Regions from separate parts of the Sus scrofa genome. Here region 1 is linked to region 2. Evidence: chromatin contacts called from public Hi-C data. All regions are on one chromosome and are shown on one strand. The core of a region is the stretch at or near the end of the contact, and the rest is flanking DNA. Distances in the headings are between cores, read along the strand shown.

What was found. A called contact is a pair of places that touch in the nucleus more often than the background predicts.
Region 1: a contact with region 2 is called in a Hi-C map of epiblast stem cells, with 1.6 times the contacts expected there. The contact joins two enhancer-like sites. A contact is called at or near these places in 2 of 47 Hi-C or Micro-C datasets (embryonic fibroblasts and epiblast stem cells).

What each region holds. Positions count from the first base shown.
Region 1 is chr6:112,452,281-112,454,980 of Sscrofa11.1, forward strand. CDH2 (cadherin-2) reads right to left here. Exons shown (of 16, transcript XM_021096205.1): 6 at 1,755-1,899. Among named protein-coding and RNA genes, the nearest start is that of CDH2, 180 kb to the right of the region's middle. Within about 2 kb of position 1,326, at least 4 of the 83 cell types and tissues checked have an H3K27ac peak or open chromatin away from gene starts, as enhancers often do. A contact at or near this core is called in epiblast stem cells, where this site is marked.
Region 2 is chr6:112,301,104-112,303,803 of Sscrofa11.1, forward strand. No RefSeq gene overlaps it. Among named protein-coding and RNA genes, the nearest start is that of CDH2, 330 kb to the right of the region's middle. Within about 2 kb of position 1,433, at least 6 of the 83 cell types and tissues checked have an H3K27ac peak or open chromatin away from gene starts, as enhancers often do. A contact at or near this core is called in epiblast stem cells, where this site is marked.

The sequences.
Region 1 (2,700 bases), core at 76-2,575, 150 kb after region 2:
CCCCCCAGCCCCCAGAATTAACTAAGGCTTGTTCACATAATTCAGAGCCTGTCCCTCTAAATAAGACACCCTATTTATGGGCCGACTTTGATTATTTTTCCCCAAAAAACTTTCTTGCACATTTGCTTATTTGCCTTTTATTTTTATCCTCTACTAGACTTTAAGCTCCAACAGGGCACAATGAGCTTGTCCCTGCTGTATCCAGGGTCAGAACAGTACCCTGGCACACAGCGCATGCTCTGTACACATTTGTTGAATGAATGAATGGTTACAAAAAAGAAGTTTTGGACTCTTGAACCAAGATGGTGCTTAAGGGATTGCACTTAAGTTTCACTCAAAACTCATGACATTATCAAACGGTGCCTAGAAGGATGTTTTCAAACTTAGAGAACCACGGCAGAAATCGACTCGCGAAATGCCTTTACTTCTGATCATTGAGAGTCATTTATTTATGGGAGGCCTTGATGGGAATTTATGGTCAAATGCATAATGGGAATTTATGGTCAAATGCATAATAAATATTTCCATAAAAGTGCTTGGCCATTTTTGTGAAACAACACTTTTTAATAAAGTTAGGAAAAAAAAAAAATAGATGAAAAAAGACAGTGAATGGGTTTAAAAAAACCAAGACAACTTCCCCAGACAAAAAAGCACAATGTTTATTTATCTTTAGAATATACGTAGAAGCCTTTTGTTTTACTAAGGATATGTTTAACAGTACTCGATTTTTAAAATGCTCATGACTGCCGCTCTGAAATGTGACTCAAGATGGAGCCACAGATGGTTGAACTTCCTCCACAGGCCCTGTTGTCTCACCCCAGCTGCCCCATCCCCCCCCTGCTCTTCTGAGGAGACAGACAAGGGTATTCGGACCAGGAAAAGTGCCAGTTTAAGGCATAGCTGGTTATATCTTCAAATTCGCTTATGCACAAACTTCTATAGATGACGAAAGGAATATAGAACATAAGCTAAATGTCAAGGCTTTCTTAAAAACAATATTAAAATATAATTAATTGTCTCTCCAAACACCAAATCATCTCAGGAAAGCTGGCGAAATGTTTCCTTTTGCCATCTCTATGCCAACTGATTTTCTTGTCCATGAGTTTTTCCAACTCAATAGGCCTTTCTGGCCTCGCTATTCTCCTGTGACTGAAGTTTATAGGGTTTTTGGTACAAGAATCTAAAACCTTAGTCAAACATCACTTCACAATGGCGAGAGGCGTTTTGGCAACTGCTGTTTCTAGGCTGGGTCACTTTCCATGACATTAGTTTAAATACAAGGGCTGCAGGGGACAAGGGTCACCCTAAAAGTCAACATCTAGTGTAGCCAGGAAACAGCACTAAGTTGTCACCAAGCCCCCTCTCCGCTGTTAGTTTTGACTCACTGCCTGGCCCCAGGAGCACCAAGTGTTTTAAGACTCTCCAATTGTTTTAGGTGCTGCTATGACTTATAAAATCTGCACTTTAGGAACAGAAAGGATCATACAGATGTTATAGTAAGAGAATCAGATACTATAGCATATATTTTTTCAAAGGTGGAAAAAGTTATAGTGGGCCCTAGAGGGATATTTTTTCTGTTTTCTCTCTGAAATCCAATTTTCCTTAAGTTTCCCCTTTTCCCTAAAAGCGGTAGGAATGAAAGAAAACGCTCACACGATTTCTCCTTATTTTGCTATATAAGCACATATATACAATAGTGCTGGGTTACACTACACGTTCTCAAGCAATCTCCAAATTGTGATCTTCAAACTTACCAGGCTTGGATCCCTCGGGAACCGTGCCATTCCACACCTGGTGTAGGAACTCAGGTCTGTTATCATTCATGTCAATAACATTGATGACGATGTCAATGGGGTTTTCCACTTGATTCCCATTAATATCCACGGCATGTGCCCTCAACTGCAAAGGTAATTAGAAAACAAAACATTTAACAGATTTATGTCTCAAGGAAAAAGATAAAATACACCCTAACCATGCTACCAAAACGGCACGTATGGACCACAAAAGCTCCACATCCCATCAAAATTAAAGTTAGCCAAATTCTATATAATTAGGGGAGAATTAGCAGAAAAAGTTTCTGCCTGCTATTGGCCAGGCTTCCTGCTCAGAGCTCTATGGATTTTAACTCAATCTATATACAAAAGAGTTAGGTAAAACTCATCTGCATTTGAAGGCAAGGCAACTGAGCTATAGAAAAGCTAAGTCACTTTATTCTATTGACAGAACCCCTATCCAAAGCCAGTTCTGTCCAGCTCTTAAATCCTTTCACTAAGTCTACCTAAATGAGCCAGGGTAATTAAAAATGTGCTACTTGGACAGAGTAGTCAGAGACATCAAGAGAACAAGAGAAAAGATGAGCATCTAGAAAGAATTAAGTGTGCACAAGAAATACTGACTCTTTTTTATTGTAAAAGTCATTTGTAAATATTAAAAGTACATCAGATAGTTGTTCCTCTCCCAAGGTTGAGTTCTCAGTATTAAAGTTATCCTAGAAAAGGCAAAAAGACAAAAAATAAAAATAAAAATAAAAACAAAAAAATAAAAAAATAAAGGTATCCTGCTATATTTTATCTTTGTCTTCCTTTTTGAACAAACACAATCACTTGGCTACTCTTGGCAAAATATCTTCAAAATCTTTTCATCCCTGACATAGAAAACCATTTCAATCTTTTCAAAAGCAGTGTAGTGTTCCATTGAATT
Region 2 (2,700 bases), core at 183-2,682:
AGGATGGGTTACAGGCTAGGGTCTTCCGCCCTCCTTCAGACCCTCCCAGATTTTTTTGGTTGGGTTTGGCGGCAGCTTATTAGTTTCGGGACCTCCTCTTGTCAGACAACTTGTGCAAGTGGTTATTTTCACCGTTGACCAGGGCAGGCAGTTTCAGTCCATGGTTCCCTAACAGAACTGCAAAAGTAGATTCTCATTCAGACTAGTGAACCCAGGAATCTAGATCCTTCTGTTCCTCTTCCTTTTCCTTTCACTCATCCCACAGATTCTAGGCATCTACCTGATCTCAGCAGTTCCTTGGGAGCCTTAATGGGGCAAGGGTTCAATTGGGGAATTTCTGCTTAACCTACTCTATTAACCTCTCACAACATAATGCTAAAACAGGGGTTAATTTCAAAAATTCTGTTAAACAATTAGATGTTGCAGAGAGAAATCAATCCAGTCGCGTTGTATCCTATATTGGGCAAAAATAGAACAAGTTTCTAAATGACTGTTTTTTTTCAACTGTTCAACATAAACACCTCATTTTGTTTCACCTAAACAATTGAAAATACGTCCCAAATAATATTTCCCCAGGTGCCAGTTTGGACAGCCCAGGCCACATTTTAAAACTTATTTATGAATCAGTGAATTAAATATCAGTAATAGACATTCTATTCTTTATTCACATTCTCAAAGACACTGTATATGTATATTTCTTGAGCAATAGCTGAGACATAAAATGGAATGGTACGTTTAATTTTTTCCCAGAAGAGAAATGATTTGGTAAACAGCATTATCTTGAAAGCAGCTAGTTCTTTTTAATGCTTATCATGCTTTCCTTGTATTCAGTTTAAATGTCACACATCAGCATCTATAGGTGGGCTATTGTCGGTGACCTTTATATATTATGTTGAAAAAGCACCAGGAATTTCTCTTTTTTTCCTGTATTTTCAAAGAAATGGAAAAACTTCAGCCCACTCTTTCACTGCCAGAAACATTTGCAGTTTCAGAGCTCAATGTTCTGTTACATGACATCGCAATTGCAGTCAATATATATTGATGACAAATTGAACAGAATTACATGGATCCCTTGAGCACTAGGAGTGAGGTGTGTGTGGGGGGGTAAGGTTTGAAATCTCTTAATAGGTTTTGTATGTGCCTCTGTAGAAAATGGTAACCTTAACAGAGGGCCTCGTGGATTCGTAAATAATAAGAGAAGCATTTATGTCTAAACATAAAGCTGTCCTAGAGTGTTTTTAAAAACGTGTGTATATACACATATATGATGACTCTACCCTTCATTATAAATTAACAACCGAAAAAAAGGTAGATAATTAAATGCTAATGATTCAAACTGGGTGCTTATGTTTTGGATTACTTGCTTCATAGGGTTAGCATTTAAATGGTCACTTTGAAGTTAACAAACAGCCATTAAGATGCATCAAGGGAGTTCTCCATTTTTTGCAGTCATTGTTTTCATCTGGCTGGCTACAGGCTCAACGAAACAGCAGAGATGGGATTTACATAGCGAAGGCTATTTTTGTTAGTGGGAGGGATGAAACCTTTTCTTCCAAATAAATAAATGAGAGGGATGGTCTTGAGAGACTGGCATGTGGGAAAAACTAAATCTTCTGTCCCCCTTCTCCGTCAGCCTTGAGATTTCCATTGTTCTTTCCTTTTTCCCTTGAAGGCTTCAATGCAAATTTTTTAGTTCCCAAGCCTTTGCCTTGCACGTTGCTCACAGCCTCTCAGCCCCCTCTCAAAGGATTCCTTGGATACTGAGCCAACTGTCTACGAGATTCATTATTCTGGACTTTCTGGGGTTAATACCCAAATCCTCTCCTGTGGCAGTACAAGTCAGAGGAGGAATGGAGGGGGGAAATTACATGAAAATTCCTAAAGGCATTGTCTATTGAAAAGAGGGCAATAATTAAAAGATAATGTGAAAGGAGAGAGAACATTCTCACAGGATAATGGTCTCCTGCTGCTACAAGAATGCAGGGGCAAAGCCAGCACTGTTTATGGAAAATAAATGCCAGAGTGAGGGAGGTTAAGACATTTACTTTCAAATCAGAAGAGCCAGTCCCTGGGCAGAGTCCTGTGATTCCCTATTATCAAAACTGATGGAATAATTTTATCCAGTAGATATTCATGCAGAAGACAGGTGCTTGCTATGTTATTAGTAGCTGGAAAAGTTAGAGGCCTTCTTATTCATAGATGGATGATAGTTGGATGGAGGGATAGATGGATGGATAGACAGATAAAACTCTGGTTCTGCTTTCAGCTCATTAAGAAAGGTGCAAGTACAGCAAAATTTTTAGCATGGCCTTCACTAGGCTGTGCTCAGATTCCAGCTACTTAATATCTGCCTGTGTTCTATAGAAACTTGCTAAGAGCAACATTCTTTCCTTTGTGGAATAAGGAATAAGAATAAAATTGCTCCTGAGAGGGAAACTGAAAGATGAAGGATCTGGTATCTGGTAGGGGTAGTGAGGAGGCAGTCTTTACAGCGGAAATATTTTAGGAAAAGTGGGGCTTTTTTTTTTTTTTTTTTTTTTCTGCCTCACCTGCAATATGCAGAAGTCCCCTGTCAAGGGATCAAACCAGCACCACAGCTGTAACCAGAACCACAGCAGTGACAATGCCAGATTCCTTAACCAGGGGAGGCAGGAGGGAGCTCCAAATGGGGCCTTTCAATACCCTCACATCACACCCATA